2 separate regions of the Oryctolagus cuniculus genome follow, and region 2 is linked to region 1. A link is a contact called in public Micro-C data. All regions are on one chromosome and are shown on one strand. The core of a region is the stretch at or near the end of the contact, and the rest is flanking DNA. Distances in the headings are between cores, read along the strand shown.

What was found. A called contact is a pair of places that touch in the nucleus more often than the background predicts.
Region 2: a contact with region 1 is called in a Micro-C map of ear pinna, with 2.4 times the contacts expected there. The contact joins the enhancer-like site here to the promoter of SRP14 in region 1. A contact is called at or near these places in 4 of 6 Hi-C or Micro-C datasets (ear pinna, embryonic fibroblasts, skin fibroblasts and 1 more).

Annotation. Positions count from the first base shown.
Region 1 is chr12:63,180,973-63,188,441 of mOryCun1.1, forward strand. SRP14 (signal recognition particle 14) reads right to left here and starts at 3,120. Exons shown (of 5, transcript XM_002717984.4): 1 at 2,985-3,120; 2 at 2,767-2,839; 3 at 2,175-2,287; 4 at 954-986; 5 at 69-463. The coding sequence starts at 3,008. The coding sequence ends at 374.
Region 2 is chr12:63,241,909-63,249,377 of mOryCun1.1, forward strand. It overlaps BMF (Bcl2 modifying factor), which reads right to left and starts at 6,393. Exons shown (of 5, transcript XM_008269213.4): 1 at 6,242-6,393; 2 at 5,731-5,858; 3 at 3,409-3,705; 4 at 1,790-1,950. The coding sequence starts at 3,700. Within about 2 kb of position 2,698, at least 6 of the 8 cell types and tissues checked have an H3K27ac peak or open chromatin away from gene starts, as enhancers often do. A contact at or near this core is called in ear pinna, where this site is marked.

The DNA of each region.
Region 1 (7,469 bases), core at 1,870-4,369:
CACATTCTAGAATTGGTAGTTATCACCAGAACTATGAAGACGGAGTGGGAAAAGAAGAAGAGACAGTCTGTGCTCATAGACAGGTTTAATGATACATTGCACTTCACAGAGATGACTACAGAGACTTTTAAGCTATAATCCAGGAAAATACAACCATGCAACACAGACTAATCAACCAGATCTAAAATAAACTGGCTTCTCACCACAACTACCCTGTAAACACTCAACCCTTCTCTCCCAGATGACCCTAATCGCACATGAAAACAGTAGCTATGGGGAGCCAGAAACCTAGCTTTGTGGCCAAAAGGGAAAAAAACAAAGGAAGACTAGCAATTCAGTGGTTAGGTGGTGGGAACAAGACCGTCCCTGCCTCTCACTGCGCCGCTTTGCTCTTCTTGCTCTTGCTCTTTTTGTCCCTCTTCTTGAGTCCGTCCATGTTGGCTCTCAACAGGTTTGAATAGGCCTGAAAAACATGCGGCACGACCTGGGTGCAAGGGGTACAAATCAGGGCAGCCGTCCCTGTAATAGTTTTGGACAGTCAGAATCAGAAAGCCTACCTGATAAGGAGCATATGCCACAAAACTATCTGGGACACTCGTTCTGGAAAACGGTCTAAGCGTAGAATGCTCTTTCATACTACAGTAGCTTCGGAAGCACTGGCCCACAGTAAATTAGGTTTTTCCGTTTTCTTTATTTTTTAATTAGCAAAAGGGAAAAACTAAGGACAACTTCTTGCTCAATTATACTGTAGGCAGAGTATACCTAAAGCCTAAGACAAAAATCTAGCTTAAAAGTTAGCAAGGAAGATAGTGCATGTATTGAAATCTACAGCATGGAAACTTTTACTAGAAAAGTATCGGTAAAAATTATTAAGGAGAGCAGTGAACCAAAATATCAATCTTAACACAGCATTGTGCCTCAAGAAGCGGGGGATAGGAACACCTAACACTCACCATCTGAAACTTATTCACTTCTTTGGAGCTCACCTGGAAAAGCAGGCAAACAGAGGTTACTCCAGTCACCCGTACAGGTATCCTCTCTCCACCCAGTTACTAGGATGAAGCCTCATAAAGTACATCCTAGTCTTTAAAATACTTCTTCCCAACTTTGGGGTCACAGTACACGGAAGACCAGTTTTCTACTCCACTTTCCTCTTCCTGAGAAACAAGCAAGGTAACTCTGTGCCTTTTTCCACAGTGCATTGCACCCAGATGCAAAAATCAAAACTGGGCTCCCAGGCAAGCTACACTTCCCACCTCTGTTGAAGGAAATCCCCTACCCAGCTGGCGCTGAGTCTCCCCTCCAGCTTGAGTAAGATGTCAGACTTCTCAGTGTTAATTTTTTGCTTGTAAGATATATTTATACTACTTTCTCTGTATCTTATTTATAAAGTTGCCTTCCACTAGTTCAGCTGTTTAGCACACTGCAAGCTACCAGAAGAGGAACTGTACCTCTGAGGAAGATTCCTGAGGTTTTTGTATTTCACAACATCCACCATTACTCTCGGACACCACTTAGGCTTGCTTTACTGTGTAAGTCTTCTTAAGACTACTTGTAAAGGGTGGCTCATGAATGAATTTATAGTCTCATTCTCCTGAGTGCAGACTAACCACAGATGTCATTAGAGGGCAGGGTGGCTCTGCTCCAGAATAAAGGAGTATGCACTCCGAAGCCAGAGTCCTCCTTCGCCACATTTAACCTTCACAGTAAACACAAAGCCTGGGCCTCTTGATTAAATGTACCAGTACATTCTCTCAAGTACCAAGCCTAGCAAATACTGCACGCTTGCTATGAGAACCACAGAGACAAGGGAATAATCACCTTAAAAATAAACGAATCATCTAGCACCAAGAAATTTTACTGACTGTTCAGCACAGTGAGGGGAAGAGGAATTGCACCAACTAACCCTTACAGTACAGTTAGGAGTAAGGCTACTGCCAGTGCCTCATAAATTTTAGCAGAACAAGTTTTTGACCTCTGCCTTGTTCATTTTCCTTTTATTGTTACAGTTTCTAGAACTGAAGTAGTAAAGGAAGGTCCTGATCCGAAAATAGGCTGAGAGCTATCCACCAGCCTTTATTTAATAAAGTCAGTAAATAAATGCCCAATTCCGACATGTCCCATCCTCAGCTGAGTTCCTCTTTCCCAAAAGTCGTGTTGGGAATCCAGCTCACCACGGTGCTGATCTTCTTTTTCCCATCAGTAGCTCTTAACAGACATTTGTTGTCTGAGGGCTCAAAGCCCTCCACAGAACCTTTCCTTGGAATGGGTTTCGTTCGACCATCATCTGCAAGAAAAGCGGCGGGCTGTGAACAGAGCCACATACACTGCTGACAGGTAGACCAGAAGTCAACCCACAGAGGGAGGGTCCGAAGAGGCGCCCTAATCCCCACCCCCGCTCCAGCTCTGTTAGCCACAGCATCCGCCAAACCTTGCAGAGACCACCGCTACTTCCACTACGGACCTCACTCAAAACTGGGGCCCCGGGATCCCCGAAAAAATGATGAGCCCTGACGTGCATGGGACCCACTGTAACCGGACCGAGCTAGGTGCGAAATGCTAGGGGCCGCGCGAGCCACGAACCCTAATATTCTCGGGGCCCTGAGCCCTGAATGTGCCCAGCACAGGGTGGAGAAACGGCAAGGCGGGGATCCCCAGCCGACTCCGCCGGCGCCCAGACGTCTGTCTCCTGGGCCGGGAGCTGCTCGGCTTCCACGGCGCCCTCCCCAGCTTCCTCTCGGCCCTGCCGCGACCACGGCTGCTTACATTTCTTCAAGGTGATAAAGACGCTGCCCGACAACCGGCATTTCTGGAAGAGTCTGGTCAGCTCCGTCAGGAACTGGAACACAACAAGCCCGGCCTCGTGAGCAGCCCCAAAGCTTCCCCGCCGCCATCAAGTCCCCATCCCCCCCGCAAAAGGAGACAGAGGCCCCGGGCAGAGCCCCTAACCACATCCATCCCGGGCCGGTCGGGTGCGGCTATACCTGCTCGCTCTCCAGCAGCACCATCCCGGGGCTGCCGGTTCCTCTCCGTCCTCACACGCCCCGCCCCGTTGCACCCGGAAGTTCCGCCTAGCCTGGGCGGGACTTCCGCTATTAGTCTTCCATTCCTTTCCACCAATCCTTGCCTCCGCCCTCTTTCGCCCTGTCCACCTAGCGTCTGAGCTCTGGGACGCCCTCGGCCGTCCCTGGGAGGGAAGCGCTTGGGGAGCTGTTAGGCTGAGTCACCTCACAAAAGAAAGATTTGAAAGAACGTAGAGTTGTGTATATTCAGTCTCTGTTAGACGAGATACCTAGCAGTCCAGTGCCTCAGTTTCCTTATCTTAAAGAAAGCATAATAGTACAGCTACTTCACGACGTGATGGTGAACAGTAAATGAGCCCACATTAAACACGCAGAACACTGGTACATGGCAAGTGCACCGTAAGCACTTGCCCACCGTTATGTTATATAATGTTATTGTTTGCATTATCATTGTAATAAGTTCTCATGGAGGCTCTTTGAATTCTTCTCTGACCAGGAGGGCTGGGTGCCCCTAATAACTGACTGGTAGCAAGGACTGGAGCCCAGTCTTAGTTCCTCTGCATTCAGTAGAGATCTGGGTTCTAGGCCCTGCTTTGGTAGTAACCAACTTAAACGCTGGGCCTTTTCAAAGTCAGGCGTTCGTTCAATGCACAACGGGTTGGCTGTGTGCCTCATCCCCTGTGCCAGGCACTGTTGGAGTTGGGGATACAGCAGGATACAAGACAAGCTAAGTTCCTGGAACCTAGGTTAAAAGGGTAGGGAGAAAATAAACAATTAACAAGAAAACAAGTGTTACAGCTTCAGATGATGAGGAATGCTGTGAGGACAACTATGTAAGGTGATACAAATGGGAGCACCAAGGGACCGACGTTTTGTTGCAGCCAGAAGAGTTCTCTCTGAAGAGGATAACTTTTTGTTGAAAGCCACGGGGACAGCCATCCAAAGATCTGGGGACATGGTATTTTAGACAGAGAGAACGGCTAGAGCGAAGACCAAAGGGGAAACTCGTCGCCCTGTATGAGCAAGGCTGCGGGGTGAGGATGGGATGGAGAGGGCCTGTGGAAACTAGGGGTCGGGGGGCATGAAAAGGCAGCCAGCCTGGGGGCAGGTCTTGTGGGGCCTGTGGCCATGGTAAATTTGGATTTTGTTCCAGATAGAGGATTCTTGTAAAGGTAGGTTTTTTTAGACTATTCCTTTTTTTTTTTTTTTAAGATTTATTTACTTTAGAGGCAGAGTTACAGAGAAAGGGAGAGACAGAGAGAAAGTCTTCCATCCACTGGTTCACTCCCCAAGTGGGAGTGAATGCAACTGCCAGAGCTGGGCTGATCCAAAGCCAGGAGCCAGGATCTTCCTCCAAGTCTCGCACGCTGGTGCTGGGGTCCAAGCACTTGGGCCATCTTCCACTGCTTTCCCAGGTGCATTAGCAGGGTGCTGGGTCGGAAGTAGAGCAGCAGGACTCAAATGGGAAGCCAGCATTGCAGGTGGTGGCTTAACCTACTCTGCCACAGCACCAGCCCCTGTAAAAGTAGTTTTACACAGGACAGTGATGAACTGGTTTGTTTTTAAAACATCTCCCTATCTTTGGTGTAGAGACAAGCCAGGAAATGAGGATCCCATATGGGAGACCTGGATGGAGTTCCTGGCCCAGCAGCTGCTGTTGAAAGCATTTGGGAAGTAAACCAGCAGATGGAAGATCAACCTCTCTCTCCATCTCTCCCTCTGTCACTCTGCCTTTCAAATAAATAAAAATGTAAAAAAAAAAAAAATGTTTGCGGTAAAATGGAATTAAGAGTTTTTGATGCAAGAAATTTTTAAATCCATGCATAGCTATTTCATAATACACACCTCCATGAACTTTTTGAAAACCTCATATGCATGACTTTCAAAATATTTTGCATCAAAAAAAGTAGCTTTTAGTTCCATTTTCCATGACCTTTTGAAATATCCTCTTATATCCTAGAATGATTTCCCCAATGAGACAAATGGTATTATATATTGAAACCACCTACAAAAGTAGCTAAGTGTACAATGAAATTGAGAGTTTATGCCAAGAAGGCATATTTATTTGAAAGTTTGAGTTACACAGAGAGAAGGAGAGGCAGAGAGAGAGAGAGATCTTCCATCCGCTGGTTCAAACCCCAATTGGCCTCAATGGCTGGAGCTGCACCGATCCGAAGCCAGGAGCAAGGAGCTTCTTCCAGGTCTTCCACGTGGGTGCAGGGGCCAAAGGACTTGGGCCATCTTCTACTGCTTTCCCAGGCCACAGCAGAGAACTGGACTGGAAGTAGAGCAGCCGGGATTCTAACCAGTGCCCATATGGGATGCCGGCACTGCACGTGGCAGCTTTACCTGCTACGCCACAATGCTGGCCCCACCAAGAAAGCATAGTTAAATTTTGACCAAAAATTCTAGCTTACAGTTATGAGCAGTTAGGGTCAAATATGATCGAACTGTAACTCATGTATAAACAGAGGTCAGTGGCTGTGGCCCTTGGAGCAGAGCAGTGTGTGTGTGAGGCAGGGAGCAGGCCAGATGACACCCCACTTCTTCCTCGCCCTGGGAGAACTGTGGAGTGAAAATAGTTCCTAAATCCCCTTCCACACTCATGCAGCCTTCAACAAATGCCTTGTTAGCACCACGGGTAAAACAGAGCCCCTTAGCAAAAAAAAAACTGGCATCTACTTATGCCAGACTGTCCACGCCATGGGCAAGGACAGGGAAAGAAAAACACCCAGGGAATCTAAGGGGCCGGGTGACTTCCTGCTTCTACCAATTACAGTCCTCTCTCCCAAAATGCAGGGGTCACGTACATCCTTTCCTTGGAGTACAATTTAATTTATTGGGTTGAAATAGAGTCAAGAGTTATGTCAGTTATGTCAGCCGGCACCGTGGCTCACTTGGTTGATCCTCCGCCTGCGGCGCTGGCATCCCATATGGGCACCGGTTCTAGTCCCGGTTGCTCCTCTTCCAGTCCAACTCTCTGCTGTGGCCCGGGAGGGCAGTGGAGGATGGCCTGGGTGCTTGGGCCCCTGCACCTGTGTGGGAGACCAGGAGGAAGCACCTGGCTCCTGGCTTCGGATCAGCGTAGCTCCGGCTGTGGCAGCCATTTTGGGGGTGAACCAACAGAAGGAAGACCTTTGTCTCTCTCTCTCTCTCTCTCTCTCTCTGTCTAACTCTATCTGTCAAAAAAAAAAAAAAATCCGGGTCAAAGGTCTTGTTAACGTTAGAATATTTTAATTTATAGCTGTAGTTATTCTAATACAATTACATTTTGCAGGGCCTGGAAAGTATGATGGTTACAAATAGTCACTAGTTCCTAGCTGCCTGAATCTGAATTCTAACTCTACCTTTCCTTGTCTAAGAGACTGGAGACAAATCACAAGATTCCTGCTAAAATATTCATTTATTTATTTGTTTGTTTGTTTACTTATTTGAGTTAGAGAGGAAGAGACAAGAGAGGTATCTCCCATGAACTGGTTTACTCTCTAAATGTCCACAATGGCCAGGGCTGGGCCAGGCCAAAGCCAGGAGGCAGAAGCTTCAGCCAGGCCTCCCACATGAGTGCAGGCACCTGAGCACTTGGACCATCCTCCACTGCTTTCCCAGGCACATCAGCCAGCAGCTGGATCTAACTGGAGCAGTTGGGACCTAAATAGGTACCCACATGGGATGCTGGCTTTGCAGGTGGCAGCTTAACACACTGCACCACAATGTTTGCCCCAAAATATTTTAAAGGTGCACTCATTGGGGCCAGTGCTGTGGCGTAGTGGGTGCCATATGGGCGCCAGTTCAAGACCTAACTGCTCCACTTCCGATCCCGCTCTCCCCTATAGCCTAGGAAAGCAGTAGAAGATTGCCCAAGTGCTAGGGCCCCTGCACCAGCATGGAAGGCCCAGAAGAAGCTCCTGGTTTCTGGCTTCAGATTGGCCCAGCTCCAGCAGTTGCAGCCATTTGGGGAGTGAACCAATGGATGGAAGACCTCTCTCTCCCTCTGTGCCTCTGCCTCTCTGTAACTCTGCTTTTCAAATAAATAAATAAATCTTTAATAAATCAGGTATACGTTACAACTTATTCAATGGAAAACCCACAGAGCAGACACAAAGATCAAGAATTCTGAAATTAATTTGTAAGACAAGGTTGGATTTTCCTCAGAGGGGCCCAAGGGTTGTCCCTCCTCTGAACAGTCACTGTATGCACAGACAAGTTGTGTGCACTATTGTTAGGGTCTCTGCCATGCACAAAGCTGCAAAATGGCTCAAAGGCAATGGGGCTGGCATCAGGTAACCCAGAAGGGTATGTCCTGAAGCACGTACAGTTCTCCACTGGAAGTATACACTAGCCTTGTTTTGTTTCCCAGTCTTTACTCAGTTATTTAAAGGGCAGATTGGCAGAGGGATAAAGAGAGGTCTTCCATCCTCTGGTTCACTCCCCAGATGGTTGCAACAG
Region 2 (7,469 bases), core at 1,448-3,947, 61 kb after region 1:
CCGCAGGGAGCTGGCACCAGGAACGCAAGAGCCGGCATGGGTGAGGTGCAGGGCAGAGCTGGGGTGGCTCTGGCAGAGAGGACGGTGCCTGTCAGGAACTGACCTGATGGGGAGAAATAACGCCAAGCAGAGAAGTGCAGGACAGGGGTCTCCTCCTCCCGGGACTGTGTTCCAGTCCCACACCAGGACACGGCAGGCCAAGGGAGGCCTCCCACCTGCTCCTAAGCCCCCAGGGGCTCACCAAGGACTAGGGAGGGGAACGCTCCAGGAAACAGCTGCGGAGGGAGAGCGGGAGACTATGCGGGGGAAAGCTGCATGCACAGTCCTGCCGTTGAGCCCAGGAGACTCACAGCCACTGTGGGTCCCAGGACTGCAAGCCGGGAGCTGGGCTCAGGCGCACGCAGCTGCAGGCCTGCACAACCAGGGTGGAGTGAATGGGCAGGAAAGAGGCCAAGAGACTGAAACCAAGAATCAGAGTGAGTCCACACACAAGGGCTGAAGGGGAAACTCGAAGCCAAGTTTCCACAAAACAATCAAAGGAGGGAAGAGGGACTGCAGCTTGGGCCAGAAGAGGCGGCCAGGCTGCCTTATAATGTAAGTGTAGGGCCACCCTCCCTTCCTGATCACTGAGGGACCAGCCGGCCCACCAGGCGGGCGCAGTGAGGGCTAGCCCCAGGTTTCCCTCAGTGCTGCTCGGCAGCGAGCAGAACCACACAACCCCCTGGGCTTGCTCTCAGAAAATCCAAGGCCAATGCCTCTTCTCCCCCTCCTGGTGCTAGCAATGGTTTGGCTCCTAAATCAAACTTGTTACTCCCCTGTCACCTAAAATCCCCCATGCAACCTCAGGGTCTGCCTGGTGATGGTGAGTTATTTATACTCTTGATTTCCAGACACACACACACACACACAGAGTGCCCACTGGCCAGGAACACTGTCCCAGGGATGGGGAGTGCCTTCGTGTCCAGGTGGAGTGGTCCTGCCTCTGCAGTGCTTGTACCAGCAGGGATCCACCCTCAGGCTCTGATCCCTGCAGGGTAGCCTACGGAGAGCCAGCCGGGAAGGAAAGGGTTAAGTGCCTGGGGGCCGGACCCAGACAGTGCTGCAGCAGCGGCCCAGGGCAGCCTCCAGGCTGTGGCACGGAGGGCTCCTCCAGCACGAGCCTGCCAGCCGCCGCCTTTGTTGACCGACCCTGCCACATGCTCGGCTGACACGCGATGCTCCGCCCTGGCGGGGCTGGTGCCAGGCTGCCGGCCAAGCAGCCGGCGGCGGCAGAGCGCCCGGCCAAGCGGCCGGCCGCGGCTCTGGGGAGACTCTATCGGAGGTGCACTCTCCTGAGGCCCCAGCCCCAGGATCCCAGACAGACAGTGAGTGAGGAGCGGCCTCCCCAGCTGGGAAGTGTCAGGTTTCAACCGGTTCCGCCACCTTCCCCCGCTCAGGCCCCATCCCCTGGCCGGCTCACCCCATCCCCTTGCACCCCCAACAGCACCTGGCAAACCTCTCCTTAGGTCTGCGAGACACAGTCCCCCAGCGCTGGCCTTCAGGAGAGAGCCATCGCCTTCCCAGGGAGGGAATGGGCAGGCAACCAACTTGGAGACCAGAGAGAGATGAGGGCAGCAGTGCTCATCTGATCAGCCTAAACTGTCCGTGGGGATGATGACAGCCGAGGCTAACACTCTGCCACCATGCCCTTGAGGCCCAGCAGAGCCAGAGCTGCCGATAGGAGGACAGAGACAGGCGCTGGCTCCTAGGCCCCTCGCGCCCTACCCGCCCCCTAGAGCCCTGTGCCTACTTGCTGTAAATGAAGCCGGTGGAACTGGTCAGCAATGCACTGAAGCTTCCGAGCAATCTGGACCTCTGCTCGATGCTGCCACTGCCCTTCAGGGGGCTGCTCCCCCAGCGCGAAGTTTGCAGGGAAACTGGCAGGGAGAGGGAGCCGGTAGCCAGCATTGCCTGCAAAGAAAAAGGACCCAGCTCTAAGCGGTCTTCTCGCCTGCCCCGCCCTCCACGCCTGCCTCTCCTGGCCAAGCCTTGGGGCTGAGGGTAAACCCCAGTATGGGAAGGGAGAGGAGCCAGTTTGCCTCCACCAGGGAGCTCTGCCAAGCTCGGACAGCCTGCTTGCCTGCTGCCCAAGTGCATAGAAGCTGATGCTGGGGGAACAGAAGGGAGCAGTCACAGCCGTCCAATGGGCTCCCCATTCACCGTCAGGGCAGTGGCAAAGGGCAGACTGGGTGAACATGTAAACCTTCTGTCCGTATTTATCAACCTACACTTGACCACAATTTATTATTCTCAGAGTAGCAGGTTGAAGCTCTTCCCTGGAACAGCACTGCAGGCAGCTCTCCAGAGTTTCCCGGGCTGAGCACAGCCAGGGACAGAGAGAACTGTGAAAAATGTCTTCACTTTTTCAACGCAGTAGAGGAGAGCTGTAGAGGAGGCTTCTGACCCTGTGGGCAGTGGCACAAACTCCTGAGACCCAAACAGATCCAAGTTTCTCTCTGGAAGCGGCCTCGGAGGTGGCGGGGGGGGGGGGGGGGGGGGGGGCGGAGACCGCGAGGCCGGAGCTGCACCCTTACCGCATGCTGGCCTTAGTACCACCGCTAGGGGCGCCAGCCGGCCGCCTCCCCCGCCTCGCCCTCCTCCGCGCCCGCCCGCCGGCCGGCGTCATCCAGCTTCTGAGTGCCGCCAGAACTGCTTGGCAAGAATCGCCCTACGGGGCAGTTCCCTCTGGGAATAACTGCAGCGTCTCCGCAGCCTGGCCCGTCAGACACAGCGAGATAACCCCCAAACCTCCACCCTCCCGCGTAAGCTGCTGTGCTAAGAACAGGCTGCTCTTTTGCCGGAGGAGGGCATATTTCTCCCTAAAACAAATCATTCGAGCCCACAAATGAAGGGGTCTTGTCTGACTTTGCCTTGGACACAGCCCCTCTGCTGGCACGGAGCCCAGGCAGGCCCAACCTCTTTCTCCAGTTCCCCTTCCAGGCACAGAAAGTCCCAAGTGACCACTGGGGCCACTTTCTGCCTTCAGGAACCTTCCCTCCTGGAACCAGCTGGGTTTTCCCCTTCAGTGTCAACAGCGAGTCATGGATCCCACAGATTTCTTTGGGACAAAGTAAATCCCTACCAGGACACAAAAAGGTGGGGGTGGGGGTGGGGGTGGGGAGTGGTGCAGGATGTAAAAAGAGACACCTGGATCCAAGGGATCCTTCCAGGAAGGGACAGAAAGGACAGGGCCATTTGTCCAGGTGCGGGTAGCAAAAGGCAGGGACTTTAGCATCCAGCAGCACTCAGCAGCCCCTGCTGCTCAGTGGGACTTAGGGGAAGGAAATCACAAAGGCAGGCTTGGGCAGGGAAAGTCCCCTCTTTTCCCCCAACCTCTATAGGAGGAGTCCTGAGGCTAAGAGCACTTACCATAAAAGAGTCGCTGGGGTTCCTCGGTCACCCCACAAGGCAGCATGACCCCTTGGCTCGGGGAGGCGGGGCTGAGGGTCTGGGTGGCCTTGTCTTCCTGGCTGGTGGGTCGCAGCCCAGGACCACAGCAGTGGGTGAGAGGGAAGAGGTGCAGCCGCCCCAGGGGGCAGTCCAGCTGGCTCTGGGCAAACGGGTCAGCAGAGAGCAAGCTTTGGGGCTGGGTCCCCGGCTCCCCGTCCTCTGGCTGGAACACGTCATCCTCCAGCTCCTCCACACACTGAGGTGGCTCCATGTCCCCTGTGAGGGCAACGCAGGCATCTGGGCGGCTGCCCGTGCCGAGCCATACCTGCAAGGACTCCCCTCCTTCTTGGCTTGCTTCACTACTTCCCCTTCTCATTCATTTGCACGGGGCCAGGTACGGTGGACATACTACTCCCCTTCCAAAGCACTGCGGGGAGGGGGGGACCCACCCCCAAAATGTGACCTGCCTGTGTGCTGAGCCCATCCACACCTCTGTGGAGGACAGCCCAGGCCACCTCTCCCCAACCTCTCGTGACTCAGGCTGAGGGGTAGTCGCATCAGCTATACAATCATGCTGGCACCTGGGAAAATGTAAACAGGACGGCTGTGGGTGGGCTCGGGGGACTGGGACTGGCCGTACACACAACCTCACAACACACGCGTATCCCCTAAGGGGCACTCTCCAAATTCTCAGCCTGAGTCTGAGCTGAGCTCCCGGCTCAGCAGCAAAAACAAAAGCCAGCCATCCCGGGGCAGCCAGGTTCCCTCCAAACCTGCTAAGCCCCGCCCTGCTGCCCATCTCCTCTAGTCTCCACCCCCTGCTTGCACAACACAACAAACAGGCTCTGCGGTGTGGTGAGAGTGTGTCCTGGGAGAAGGGATAAAGCCCCAAGTTAGTCATTGCAGCTGCCCCTCTGCTCCGCTCTCCTCCCGCACAGCAGAGCTGTCTGCTCAGCACAGGTTGCCTGCCAGGCGGGGCCGGCCCCTGGCAAAGTGTCAGCCGGCCCCAGCGCAGTCTACTCACTAGTCCCTGGGACGTCAACTCCTCGGCCCCACAGCCTCCCATGCCTGCCAGCGCTGAACCTGAGGGCGGTGCGACCTGCCTCACAGAAGGAAGTGAAATTCAGCCCTCTGGCTGTGACCTCACTTGCTGCCTGTACTATTGAGGCTGTTGTTGTGAGTGTCTTGGTGATAAAGAAGTTCCTCTTGCTCCACCTGATGGCTCTAGCGTGCCTTAGCCAAGAGGCCACCCAGCATCTTGCTTCCAGTCCAGCCCCCTAAACACACACCAGGAACCCCTTGGGACCCCTGGGACAGCGCGAAGCAACTAGCACCTAGAAGCTTAAGGAAACAGAAAGACAAAGTTCCTTCCCTGAGACTCAGTTAGAGATCCCATGGCGTTCTGTCGCCCAGTCTGCCTTTGAAGAGCAAGCCAACTGGTCTGTGGGTTGGGGAAGGACTTAAAGGAATCTCTGTTAAATTCAGAAATCCTGCCTTTCCTAAATACCAGGTCTCTCTGAGATGCTCATTTCTGCCCTCACCCCCCAATGCGGTGCCTGAGCCGTCTCTGGTCCTGTCTCTGCCCTCTTCCCTGGAGTGAGGAGATGCCTGCTAGGGTGGCAAAACAGACACATGGCATTCTTGGGACAGGGCTGGTGGGGGTAGGGGTGGGGGCTCTGACTTATCAGCAACAGGGACTGAAAGAGGACCAAGTGTTGTCACCTGGCAGGGACGCCCCCTCCTGCCTTTCAACCTCCTCTCGGCAGGCTGGCCATCCCAACCTAAGAAGGCGCCTTCCAGAGCCAATCACAAGCAGGAGTCATTGTCTGGGTTTTTCCTTTGAAGCCTCTCACCTCCCCCTCCCCCTCCCAGCAAAGCCCCAAAGTTCAACCCCAGCCTGGACTGGACAGTGGGGGAAGGGCAGCCAGAGGGCGTGGTTCCGCGAGCCCCGGGACCCTCCCACCCTCCCCCAGGAACTGCAGGTGGCTCTCCTGTCCTGTCCGTCTGTGGCAGCCCCCAGAGGGGTGCTGGACAAGGTCAAGTGTAAGCTGCCAACGGGTAGAGAGACCTTCTCCTCCCTCCAGACCCTTAGGAGGAAGGCACTTCCTGCGAAGACTGCCAGGGAAATGCTTTATTCCTAGCGAGGGGAACCCAACACGCACGGGCCATCCCAGCCCCTAAAGGGCTCCACCGGGGATGCTGACTTAGGCTCCTCCTCCTCTTAGGAGAAGGCGGCAGCCAGACACCGACCGACGGTGGCTAAAACCTCAGAACACACACACTCACACTCACGCCCCAGACCTGGGTGACTCCAGGAGAGGGTCTCAGCCTCCGAGTCGTGATGCCAGGGCTCTGCGCCAGGGTCCAGCGTGACGAGCGCTCGGGGGCTCGGCGCCCGGACTCGATTGAGAAGGAGGGAAACAGCCCAGCTGTTAAGGAGAGGAGCCTTCAGACTTCGCAGGGAGGCAGGACCGCCCCCGACGCCCTGCCTTACCCCAAAATCGGACCCCGAGGCCGCGCCGTTCTCGGGCGCCCAGATCTGCTCCGCAGCGCGCCCCGGGTTCCCCTGCCCACCTAGACTCAATTTCTTCGAGTCCCAAATGCTATTCCCAAGTTTCCTCCCGGAGTAGGGCACACCGATGTGGGTTCTGCACCCCGTTCTGACACCCCAGCAGCCCAGGTCTTCTTGGTCACCCAGATGCCCGCAGCCCAAACCCCTCCCGGGCCCCCACGCGCAGCACGACTCCGCTCCCCACTTCCCCGAGGAGGTGCGATCCAACTCCGCCCGGCCCCCGGCCGCCCGGGCGCTCACCGGGCTGCGGCGGGAAGCGGGAGGCGCGGGCAGGGGCGGCGGCGGCAGCGGGCGCGGGAGGAGGCCACTCCGCACGGTGCGGTATTGTTTCCAAAATACGCCCGCTCAGGGCATCCCGCAAACAGCTGATGAGGCCCCGCCTCCCGGCGCGTCACGCCGCCGGCTGGCCAATGGTGAGTGCAGCCCCAAGTCCCGGGCTGGGAGGCTGCCAGGGACGGTCACGAATGTACGAACCCTCCCTTGGAAACATTGCAAGGGGCCAAGCAAAATTCTGACCTCCGCCAGAAGCGCAGTCGGAGCAACGTCGCACGGCTGGGATTCAGCTCCTAGCGCAGGCTCCGGAAGCGCCAGAGAGTCCCTGAGCTCTCTGCTGGCTGGGAGCGAGGGGGCGCCAGAGTGACTTTTGTCTACTTTCTCGGGAATGGGTTGAATAATTGCCTGGCGTTCAGAGGAGGAGGAGAGGAGGCGGCGGGGAGCTTTTCGACGCGGCTGACTGCGCCCGGTGGAGGCAAGGTGCGGGTGCCAGTGGATCACGGCGTAGTGACAGCAAGCGCCCCTTCGCCTGCCGGGCGGGTCAGAAGAAAACCCCGGTCCCGCAGCTGGAGGACAATGCATGTCTCTGGCGTTGTTACTGAGTGACATCCCGATCAAACCCGTCCAAGGGGCCCTCCTGTCCTCTTCTTGCCTGGATATGAACAAAGGCAGAATAAGCGTCTGGCTGAGAAGAGGAGAGATGGAAAACGCAGGGGCTGCTGGAGCATTTGACACACAGCCGGAGACCCTGCTGGAGCTGCCAGGAGAGAGCACCGCACCCTGCAGAGGGCACACCCTGGGCCCCTTCACAAACATTGAGTGCCTGCTTAGTTCCAGGCCTTGGGCTAATTGCTGAAAACCTGGTGCTTGCCCTCGGGGGAGCTTACAGTCCACCTGGAGAGGCAGCGCTGAAAATAACTAACGGAGAGTGTGGTGGTAACTGCTGAAGGATCCACAAACGCTCAGGATGCCGCGACTGAGGAAGGCTTCAGGGAGATGGCCTTTTGAGTGGGGCCTGGAAGAGGAGGGGAAACTTGTTAGAAAAACCAGAAGCAGCAGCCTGGGGCTCCGGGCGGCACAACCAAGTGCTAAACTGGAGAGTTTGTCCTGGGAGCAAGGGCAGGCTGGAGCACCAGATCGTTGGGAGCACCCTGGGAGTTGGGAAAGGTGGGCATGGGCAGGTGGGTGCAGGTGT